Linked DNA regions of Oryctolagus cuniculus: region 1 is linked to region 2. Evidence: chromatin contacts called from public Micro-C data. All regions are on one chromosome and are shown on one strand. The core of a region is the stretch at or near the end of the contact, and the rest is flanking DNA. Distances in the headings are between cores, read along the strand shown. Region 1 holds the start of TNFRSF1A (TNF receptor superfamily member 1A). Region 2 overlaps LOC138843859 (a long non-coding RNA gene).

Region 1 (5,664 bases), core at 269-2,768, 67 kb after region 2:
CTCAGCTTTGACCAGGAGCTTGGGGATGGGGTGGACTGTCAGCAGTGGGGACATCCAAGCTCCATTCTCATCCACAGATGCTCTGTCCTGGCACCATAGAGGGGGAGCCCAGGAAGACCCAGGAGGGTGGCCTCCAGGCTGGGTGGGAGGTCAGCTGGCAGGTGAGGGGAGAAGGGGTTCAGAGCTGTGATGCCAAGTCCAAGGCCCGAGGACCTCACTCTTCTGTCTCCCTGGACGTCCGGCAGCCTCAGCAACCAAAGCCCAGGGCTGAGCTAAGTCGAGGGAAGGTCGTGGCACCCGAAAGCATCTGAGTGGATGTTCTATTTCTTGTAGGAATCCCTGGTGAGAAGTTCTGCACAACTAGGAATGGTGTAAAACACCAGAGTTAGGGGGTGGAGTCTGCCTCATACAAACGGAGTCTCTGGCCCAGGCCGCCCCCCACATCCCCACCGCCCCAGGACTCCTCACCCTATCTACTCTGGCTCTGGGCAGGCCGGGCCCCCGATGTGGACAGGTTCAGCTGGAAGCTGGTGGGGAGGATCTGATCCAAGCCCTGCCGGTTCCCATGGAGCTGACCTGGATGTGGGCAGGGCGGCCTGTGTGGCCCCCCCCCCCCCCACCTCCAGGAACGTCTGGCCTTTCCCTGGCCCTCCAAGCTGCCCCTGCAGTGGGTGTCTCAGAGCCAAAGAGGACCTGGGACAAGGAGGCAGGAGTCCTGGGTTCTCTCGGCTGCTTTGTCTCCTGGCACAGCATGCACTCTGGACCTCTGTTCCCCTTCTATAAAGTCAAAGGGTTGCAGAGTTTTCTGTAGGGCAGGGGCTGGTTGATGTATCAGAGTAGTTGGGAAGGGGGCACTGAACGTCCTGGAGACCCCTGTATTTCCAAGGCATCCTCCTGGGTGTGGTGTCCTCGGAGGGAGGCGCACAAACAACGCTACATTGAGCCAGCCCTGACTCAGGAGAGGGGTTGGGGGATGGATGGCCCACAGTCAGCCACAGAGCCACGCTCAGACTGGACGAGTGAGCGGCCGAAGGCCAGGACCCGATCTGGGCAGACACCTAAGGTTAAGACTGACGCTGGGTAAATTCCCAAGAAAGTGGGAGATGAGGGAGCTGGAACTCTGGGGACAAGGGGAAGGTTATGAGGGCGCACTGAGTGCTCACCCTGCATCAGGAAGCAGACCCTTTCAATCAGTCCTTGTAGCGGGCCCACGAGGCTGCTCATGTCCATTTTGCAAACTGGAGAACAGTCTCAGGCTACTTATGGGCTGAAGGCCACCCAGCTGGGCTGGAAGCCCATGCATTTGACTCTGGGTCTTTTCATTGCTGTTCCATTGGGTCAGGCTGGTGCTGGGGTGGGGGACCCAGGCTCACTGCACCTGGTGTTTGGGTTGGGAGTGGTCAGATCGGTGGGTTGAGGGGGACACAAAGCAGCCAGATCCAGGGCTGCACTGCCTCTACCTGGGGTCGGAAGAGTTAAAGAACCTTCGACCCCTCCTCCCGCCTCCTCCCCAGGCTCTTCCTGTCGCTGGGTTGCAACACCGCCTGCTGCCACTCAGCCTTCTCCTCCCACCTCCTCCCTCCTCTCGGCTGTAATCTCTCTGAATTCTTCAGATTCGGGCTCCAGTTCTGGCCTAGGGTTCGAGAACCCTGGGGCCCGGCCCGTGGTCTCCGATCCTGAGTCTCCACTCTCAATTTCCCAGTCCAAAGCCCCTCCCCGCGCCTCGCCTGCCCTCGGGACCAGCGGGACTGACCCGCTCCTCCCCAGCCGCCGCCGCCGCCGCCGCCGCCGCCGCCAGCGCCCGAGCCCCAATGGGGGAGTGAGAGGCCCCAGCTGGCCGGACATGGGCCTCCCCACCGTGCCTGGCCTGCTGCTGCCACTGGTGAGACCAGGGACCCAAGCGGGAGCGGGGCAGGCCCTCCTCGGCGAGGGGCCGAGGCTTTCCTGTGTGCTCGGTGTCGCCGCAGGCCCGCGCGGCCCCGGCCCAGCCCCTGCCGGTTGATGTCCCCAGCCCTCCGGCCTGGAGCTGGGGCGGGAGAGAGTGTGCGAGGGGTGAAAGTGAAGGAGGCCTGGGGAGGGTGCGGGCCTGGGGCGGCCGGACTGTTGGCGGGGGAGGTGGTGGGCAGGCCGCGGCGGGGCAAGATTTGGCGGGGAAAGGAAAGGAGTGGGAGAGTGGGGTCAGAGCTCTCCGGGTCAGTCCAGAGGCTCCGGAGTTCTGTCCCTCTGGTCAGCTGAGTGGCCTGGGCATGCGGGGCTGTGCGGGGTGCGGCTGGCCTACAGAAGCTGTCTGAGCAAACTTCCACAGTTTGGAAGGCTGGTGAAGCCGGGAAGTGGAGTCCAGGAGAGGGCCTAGGGGGGTGGGGTGGGTTTGGGGTGCTACCTGGCTGGGCCTCCCCCACTGGGGGACTTTCGTACCCCTTCCACCCCTGGGTGGGCTGCGTGGTAGGAGTCTCCCGCGGGACTGACCCCTCGCAGGGGATGCCAGCATTGCCACCTGTGCCTAGCCAGGGTCCTGCAGCCCACAGACCTGAGCACCAATCCTTGGTTTTTTCTTCTACAGTTTGGTTTGGGGAAGTTGGTAGAAAGTTGTTTTCGTCACTGGAAAATGTTCCTTTCTCCAGCTTCAGCCTTGTTTCACTGACTCCTCGTTCTTCCTCAGTGCCGGGAACTCACCTCTTGCCCATACTTCAAGCCCTGTGCCCTGCCTCATGGGGTGGGCTTTCCCTGCCTGTGTGGACCAGTTTCTCTGGCCCCTGCCCAATTGCGGCCCACCCAGTGCCCGCGTCCACTTCCCTTACCTTTGTCTCAACACCATTCCTTCCTTTCCTCGCTGTCTCTCCAGAGGTTTCTCAGACTTGCCGGGCTTCCTTTTTTTAAAGTTTATTTATTTATTTGAAAGGCAGAGAGAGAGAGAGAGAGAGCGCACAAGAGATTAAAGACAGAGATCTTCCGTCTATTGATTCATTCCCCAAATGCTCACAACAGCCAGGGCTGGGGCAGGCCAAAGCCAGAAGTCAGGAATTGCATCCAGGTCTCCCATGTGGGTAGCAGGGACCTAAGTACTTGAGCCATCATCTGCTGCCTCCCAGAGGGTGTGTGTATTAACAGGAAGCTGGATCCCAAGTGGAGCCACGACTTGAACCCGGAGGCTCTAATAGAGGATGCTTGTATCTCAAGCAGTTTCTTCTATTCTTCCTTTCTTCCTCTTTTTTTTTTTTTAAAAACATTTATTTATTTACTTGAAAGGCAGAGTTAGAAAGAGAGAGAGAGAGAGAGAGAGAGAGAGAGATCTTCCATCCGCTGGTTCACTCCCCAAATGGTCACAACAGTCAGGACTGGGCCAGGCTGAAGCCAAGAGCCAGAAACTCCATCCGGGTCTCCCACGTGGGTGGCAGGGGCCCTAGAATTGGGCCGTCTTGTGTTGCCTTCCCAGGAGCATCATCAGGGAGCTGTCCTGGAAGCAGAGCAGACAGGACTCGAACCTGTGCTCTGATATGAGGGTGGTGGCCTGATCCACTGAGCTACAGTGCTGGCCCCCTGCAGCGTCTTAACCTCTGCGCCAGATGTCCGTCCAGGGCCTCCTTTGTGAAACCTCGTCTGTCCTGCTGGCCCCCCACCCCTCTTCTCTGCTGTGGTCCGCATTTCTGGACCCCTGTTCCCAAAGCAGCGCCCTTGGTCGCTCTCCTCTTCCTTCTCCACTCCTGCCTCCCCTGCCTTCTCCAGATCTGCCTTCCCCTCCAGCTGCCCAGCTGAAGGGCTCGGTCTTACCTCTGCTGTCTCTTTGGGGATCCATCCCCTGGCTCGCCCCCATCACAGCTGCGTGAACTTGAGCAGGTTCTATAAACCCTCCATGCAGGTACAAACTGCACCACCTGGGCCCTGCTTCATAGCGCTGATCTGAGATGAAGCAGGTTGATATTTGTTAGGGGCAGGGGTCTCCAAAAAGTTCATGGAAATGCGAATGATGAGAAAACTGTGCCTAAGCCTGGATCTCACTAAAAATAAACTCACTTTGAATTCCATTTTCTGTGAACTTCTCTGCCGTCCCCTCGTGGTTTTCGATTTGTTAACTATTGCGTAGAGATCGCAGCAGCGAACAAACTCCTGTTCTCATGGAGTTCACGGCCTAGTGGAACGGGACACAGCAGACAGCCCTCCAGAGGCGTTCAGCTTCTATGCACTGTTAGTAGTAGGTACTCAGTGGCCGCCTGTGTTTAGAAAACAGAAAGTCAAGGTAACTGAACAGGAGGGTGCTGGGTCCTGGGCTGCTGTTGTCCCAGGGCGGCCATGACCGTCACAGGACAGAGCCTCGGCTGGCGCTGACCAGGGAACAGGACAGACAGACACGTAAGGCTGCCCGTGAACTTCTCAGGTTGTCCGCATGCAGTGGGCAGCACAGAATTCATGGCTGCGGGCAGTGTCCCTGTGAGTGGGGCCACAAAGGAGTGAATACAAGACAGGGGTGGCAAAGCCAGCAGGACTTCACTGCTCCCCACGAGCCTCCAGCCTAGGAGCCAAGACAGTTTACAGAAAAAAAAAATTTCAGACCAGTCTGGAGGAAAATACCCACAGATGCGTTGTGATGTCCTAGAGCACAGATGGGAGGTGGAAGGCTTGGGGGGACGTGCCTCCAAGCCCCCGTTTGCTAATCTTTCTTGGCGGGCAGATCTCACCTTCGGGAAATGCAGGAGCTACCCCAGGCTGGCTGAGGGGTCCTGCCTGCGACAGAGCACTCCCGGGATCCAGCCTTGGCTGTCTTTGGCCCAGCGAGAGCCCTTTAAGAGCAGGAGCCGGTGTCATCCGTCTAAGTAGCCCCAGCACCCCTTGGGAACCTGGCACATAGCCTGTGCCCCTTACCTGTTCGTTGAATACAGTAAAGAACAAAAACCTTGTAGAAAGGTGGGTTTGGAGCTGCCATGTGGCAGGAGTGAGGGAGAAATGGAATGAACAATAGCCTTGAACATGGGCTCAGGGTGAGGAATTCATTCATTCAGGCCCTGTTCTCATGGGGCGCACCGTGTGCCTGGGCTGTGTTCGGAACAGAAGTGAGGCGTCCCTGGGAAGCAGCAGTCCCCTAGAAGCGATGTTTAAGTCAGGCTCTGGAGATGGAGAGGCGAATTCACACAGCAGCCAGTGCAAGTTGAAGCCTGCGTGCAGATAAGAAAGTGCGTGGGCTGGATGGGAGCGGGAAAGAGGCCGGCCTGGCAGTCACCTGGAAGACGGCTGCAGCCATCCAGGGGACGTGGCAGGCCTAGAGAGCCCGCAGAGGAAGGAGCAGAGAGGTGAATGGACAGGTAGGGTGGCAGCAGGGTTAGGGACAGGATCCCGAGATGAGAGCTGTGTCTGAGGCCTTGGCGTTGGCAGGGTGACATTTGTGAGACGGTGACATAGGTGAGAGTGAGGCAGGAGGGCAGGGGCATAGCCAAGTGGACATGCATACGGGACAGGCCAGAATGAGGCTTGCAAACTCTTTTCTGCCTGGGTATCATTTGCACGTGCCTCATTCACGCGTCAGTGAAGGGAACCTGTGGCCCATCCTCATTCACCTGGGTGCAGGTTTGTGGGGAGGTGGGGGCTAGTCTGAACCGCTCCCACCCCAGCCCAGAGAGATGCATGCGTTCCTGGGGGGGGGGGGGTGCTGCCTCTGCACCGCCTCGTTGGGCT
Region 2 (5,691 bases), core at 224-2,723:
ATCATACATTTTAAATAGAATAATGAGGCTAATCTATAATTCTACTATGTCAAGTTCTTTTAGGTATCACAAAAACTTTAAGTAATAAATACACACAGATAATCCCAGTGACAAAGCTATTTGAAAATTAGCAGGAGTTTGATTTGCTTCATCACTTTGATTTTCTCTTTAAAAAAAAAAAAAAGATGTATTTATTTATTTGAAGGGCAGAGAGAGAGAGAGAGGATCTTCTACCTGCTGGATCAACAACCAAATGGTTGCAATGACTGGGGCTGGGCCAGGCCAAGGTCAGGAGCCTGGACTTCCATCAGGTCTCCCACATGGACCACCTTCTGCTGCTTTCCCAGGTACATTAGCAGGGAGCTGGATTGGAAGTGGAGCAGCCAGGACTGGAATCAGCGCCCACCTGAGATACCAGTTTTGCAAACTGCAGCTTAGCCTGCTCTGCCGTGACACTGGCCCCAGCTTTGACTCTTTTAAGTTAAGGTTTGACCACAGACGTATAACCAAAATGAGTGATGTGGAATAGGAACATATTATTATTATTTAAAGATTTATTTATTTGAAAGAGTTACAGAGAAGGAGAGAGAGAGATAGAGATAGAGATAGAGAGAGAGAGAGAGAGAGAGAGGTCTTTCACCCTCTGGTTCACTCCCCAAATGGCCTCAACGGCCAGAACTGGGCCAGGACGAAGCCAGGAGCCAGGAGCTTCATCCGGACCTCTCACATGGGTGCAGGGGTCTAAGCACTTGGGCCATCTTCTGCTGCTTTCCCAGGCCATAGCAGAGAGCTGGAATGGAAGTGGAGCACCTGGGACATGAACTGGCACCCATATGGGATGCAGCAGCTTTACTGTCCACGCCACAACACTGGCCCCTTTTTATTATTTAAAAAATTATTTATTAGGGCCTGCATTGTGGTACAGTGCATTGGGCTGCTGCCTGCAATGCTAAGCATCACATATGAGTGCAGGTTCTAGTCCCAGTTGCTTCCGATCCAGTAAGATCTCTGTCTCTCCTCTTTCTGTAACTCTGCCTTTCAAATGCATAAAAATAAATTCTAAAAAAATTTTAATTAATATAAAGAGAAAAGATTTCACGTATTTCAGATACAATTGTAAGAACATAAGAATATTTCCCTGTCTCCCTCCCTTCCTAAAAATAAGTCTGTAAAAAATTATTTATTTATGAGAGAGAAAAAGAGAGAGAGAGATCATCTGTCTGCTCATTTACTCCTCAAATGCCCCCGACAGCCAGAGGTGGGGTGAGGACTGAAGCCAGGAGCTGAAACCCTGCCCAGGTCTCCCCCGTAGGTGGCAGGCACCCAGCTATTTGAGCCGTCACGGCTGCTCCTGAGGGTGCACACCAGCATGAGGCTGGAGCGAGAAGCAGGAGCCAGGCACTCCCTGTGGGCTGCAGGCGGCCTGATTGACTGCTCCACCGTGCTGCCAGATGCCTGCCCCAGAGCTGCTATTTTCAAGCTTAGACCTTACGCCGGGGAGGGAGCCCCGGGAAGGCTGTTGCCTGTGCAGGGGTGTGTGTGTGTGTGGCGCGGAGGAAGAGTGAGCACCCACTGGAATCTGTCTCCGCCTCCAGCCCTGATGACATCAGCCACGTGCAGAAGGACCCAGCCCTCAGTGCCGAGGCGCTGCACACTCGCCTGGCCCAGGAACTGCCGAAAGTGAAGGAGGGGAGGCAACAGGGCGGGAGGCCCTGCAGGCCTGGCTGCTACCCAGGCAGACAACGGCGCCCGGAAGGTCACGGCCATGCGTGTGAGCTGCTGCCGCACCTGGCACCCCCTGCTGCCCTTCACAGCACAGCGCCTGCCGATTCAGTCCTGCTTTTCTACCTTTTCAGTTGCACACGTCTCCTGAACACAGTACCCTAACCTAGAACACATACCTCTAACCCAGGGAAGAATTTCCAAGAACAAGGCTGTCATCTCAGATGCAAAGCTGGTACAAAGCTGCCTCATCAATTCCAAACCTATCTGCAGGTAAAAGGACACCTGTCAGGGCCGGCATTGTGGCATTATTGGGTAAAGCTGCTGCCTGCAATGCCTGCCAACTGGGGCTATTTTTTGCTGCTTTCCCGGGTGCCTGGTGCATTAGCAGAGAGATGGACTGGACGCAGAGTAGCCGGGACTGGGCATTCGTAGGGGATGCCGGTGTCGCAGGTGGCAGCTTAACCCACTGTACCACAACGCTGGCCCCTTAAAGTTTTATTTTATTTAAAAATTTTATTTTATTTATTTATTTGAGAGAAAGAGAGAGAAAGAAAAAAAGATAGAGGTATCCTCCATCTGCTAGTTCATTCTCTAAATGCCTGCGACAACTGGGGCTGGGTCAGGCAGAAGCCAGGAGCCGGGCACTCCATCTGGGTCTCCCACGTGGGTGACAGGGACCCAAGGACTGGAGTTACCACCTGCCGCCTCCCAGGATGTGCATTAGCAGGAAGCTGGCATTGGACTTGAACCCAAGCACTCTGACGTGGGATGGGGGTGTCTCAAGTGGCGTCTTAGCTGCTGCTCCAAATGGCCACCTGGCCTGCAATGATTTAAGCTGCTTTGCAAATTTAACTATTTCTGATTTTCTGTAAGTCCCTATATGCCCTTTCCCCCTCCCCAAATAAGCCCATACCCTTCCGATGGGTTTAGATTTACAACTTACTTTCTGGTCCAAACTGCACCCTCATGAGAGTACCTGGAAGTCTGGAGTCCCCGCCCATGCTGCAGCCACTCTTGGCAGTGCTTCCCTTTGCCCCCCTGGCCACTGCCTGCTTTCCTTAGCCTCTGGCCCTGTGGATCCCAGCTCTGTAGATACTGCAGTGACATCGGCGGGCGTCTGCAGGACTCTGCTCACAATGCTGCAGCTAGGCTAGCGATGCTGAGCGCTGGGCAGGGCCCTGTAATGCTCAGGGGTAAGGCCGGGAGGTGCAGAGCAGAGGTGCCTACTTTGCTCAGCCACAGCTGAGATACTCCCTAGGGAGAAGGGGGTCCACGCGCTCCTCTAGGGAAGGGACGGGCGTCAGCAGCAGCCATGGACAGCCTCTGTGCTCCAGCAGGGTGGGGAGGAGGGCCTTGTGGGCCGGCGGCATAAGGAGGACGCCCCCAGCTGGGGCTCACTGCCCAAGGAGCCCTCTGCTTGCTAGGCCTGGGTTTGTTTGAGCAGAGGCGGGAGGCTCCTGTCCCCCCTGCTTGGGCCTCGGGTGCCCCCTTGTGGTGGAATAGTGATGTGCTCCTCAGAGGGTTTCAACATCTCAGCACCGGGTTTCTGCTATCCAGCGTCTCCACCCCCCACCCCCCCACCCCAGGAGGGTTTTCCTGTGTCCGCATAGCAAATCCCAGGGATTAGGGGGCCGCTGATGTGGGCAGAGGGGCTCAGTCCCAAAGTCTATCTGTGGCTGTTGAGTCATCTGTCTTTAACAGAACCCTAAAGAATGCACCAGAGTGTTATGTAATCTTTAAAGCTCTTGGATTTTCTGGCCTATTTTGGCCCAAACTCTAGCCCAGTGGTTCTTACTTAGCTTTTTGGGAAGAGAAACGGGGATCTTGGAGAATCTTAAAAAGATGTGGATCTTCCTTTCGGAAATGCACGGGCATACTATGTTATGAAGAGAATTTAAGAATTTAGTAGACTCGGGACTGGGATCCACCTGGTTTGTAAAATCGTCTACTGTAGATCCGTTTCCATTTGCTTCTCAGAAACTTGGCGCCTTCCAAGGAAATGGACGACATGTACTTAAGACAAGCTCGAGAGAGGAAGGACACGGGGTCAACTTTCTTCTGCCCAGAGAAGCAACAATGCCTTGTGCCTTTGGTGAACAGATCTCAGGAACACAAACAAGAGAACCTCAGGAGGGATCTTCTTCAAGTTGTCCAAGCCGACGTGTCTGAATGAGACAAAAGGCAGCCACTCTGCGGCAGCCTTGCCTACAGCAGTTCTTAGGCTCTTACTTCTGGCTCATCCCAGATGTCCGAAATATCTCTGAAAGTTTCCAGAGTCAGAGAAAAACATTTAAGAGATTCCAAAAACTCAGCGCCTGGCCTGCTTCTCAGAGAAACCATAAACAAATTGATCTATGTCCCTTTAAGACACATCTATAAAAGGATTTTTCTTTTGGCTGGGTATTACACATTTGCTTAATAAATATTTACGTAATGCACATTGGGAAAGAGAATTTTAGAGTTGGTAGAAACTTGAGGGGCTGGTGCTGTGGCGTAGAGGGTAAATCCTCCTCCTGCAGTGCCGGCATCCCACATGGGTGCCGGTTTGAGTCCCAGCTGCTCCACTTCCGATCCAGCTCTGTTTACTATGGCCTGGGAAAACAGTGGAAGATGGCTCCAGTCCTTGGGCCCCTGCACCTGCATGGGAGACCTGGAAGAAGCTCCTGGCTCCTGGCTTCAGATGGGCCCAGCTCCTGCCACTGTGGCCATTTGGGCAGTGAACCAGTGGCTGGAAGACCTCTCTCTCTTTCTCTCTCTCTCTCTCTCTCTCTGCCTCTGGCTCTCCGGCTCTCTGTAACCTTGTCTTTCAAATAAATAAATAAATCTTAAAAAAAAATGAAAGAAGTCAACTTCCACCCACTCATTCATTCACTAAAGTTAATGATCAATAAAGAGAACTGTTTTAATGGAGATTCTTCAAAAAGCAGAAGAAGGGGCAAGACTTTTTGGGGAGTGGTGAGGACACGGGTTGGGACACCATATCCCGTATCAGAGTGCCTGGGTTCAAGTCCTGGCTCAGATTCAGATTCCAGGTTCCTGCCCTAGGAGGCAGCAGATGATGGCTCAAGTATTTGGGTCTCTGCCACCCACATGGGAGACCTGGGTTGAGTTTGGGCTTCTGGCTTTGGCCTGGCCCAACCCTGGATGTTGTGGGTTATTTGAAGAATGAAGCAGCAAATGGGAGAGCCCTCTGCCTCTCTCTCCTTCTCTCCTCTCTCTCTGCCTTTTAAATAAATAACAAACAAATACACAAACATTTTTTTAAAGGCAGAGGAGGCCTAGCCGCAAAGCCCACTGAACCTGCTGTGCGGGGGAGGCCGCGGTGAGCTGCAGCTCGATGGGGTAGCAGGGGCTTGTCTCAGACCGCATTAAGCAGCGTGCAACTGGGGAACGCACTGTGGCACAGAGCCAAGGGAAATCCAAGCCTGTACCCTACTGGCACCTTTTCCTGGTTTCCACAAAGGCACAGTGTGGACTACCAGTCTCGGGACGCTGGCTAAGGCGTGGAAACGGAAAAAAGAGCGAGGTGCGTCCGCAGAACCGGTATTTCAGCCTGGCTGGGGAAAAAGGACCCAGTGAGAAGGTTGAGTCTGCGCAGAGACAGAGACGTGAGGCCACGTCCTGACCTCACGCCCGCAGCGGGAATGCTGGGAGCGGCATGGGGACCTCTTTCCCAGACTGCCTCTGGGAGGGGTGCTGGGGAGGCTGTGGCCGGGAGATGGCCTGGCCCTGGGGGCGAGCAGCGACGGCAGAGGAGAGAGTGGTCAGTGGTCCAAGGAGGGAGAAGGAGGGTGGGGCACAGACGGGCTGCGCTGGAGGCCGCGGCCTGGAAGCCAGGCTGCCAATGGGGTCTGTGACCTCCACACCAATGCTCTCACAGGTTTCAAACCTTTAAATGTGCTCGCACCCTTTGGCTCAACAGTCCCACGGCTAGAAGTCCATGCCAAGGGAAGAAACGGAAATGTG

The links. A called contact is a pair of places that touch in the nucleus more often than the background predicts.
Region 1: a Micro-C map of ear pinna shows a contact between it and region 2, with 2.2 times the contacts expected there. The contact joins the promoter of TNFRSF1A here to the enhancer-like site in region 2. A contact is called at or near these places in 2 of 6 Hi-C or Micro-C datasets (ear pinna and psoas muscle).

The regions. Positions count from the first base shown.
Region 1 is chr9:103,133,144-103,138,807 of mOryCun1.1, forward strand. TNFRSF1A (TNF receptor superfamily member 1A) reads left to right here and starts at 1,519. Exons shown (of 10, transcript XM_002712835.5): 1 at 1,519-1,882. The coding sequence starts at 1,844.
Region 2 is chr9:103,066,453-103,072,143 of mOryCun1.1, forward strand. LOC138843859 (a long non-coding RNA gene) reads left to right here. Exons shown (of 5, transcript XR_011378980.1): 2 at 1,857-1,995; 3 at 3,703-5,691. Among named protein-coding and RNA genes, the nearest start is that of LTBR, 25 kb to the right of the region's middle. Within about 2 kb of position 1,474, at least 1 of the 8 cell types and tissues checked has an H3K27ac peak or open chromatin away from gene starts, as enhancers often do. A contact at or near this core is called in ear pinna, where this site is marked.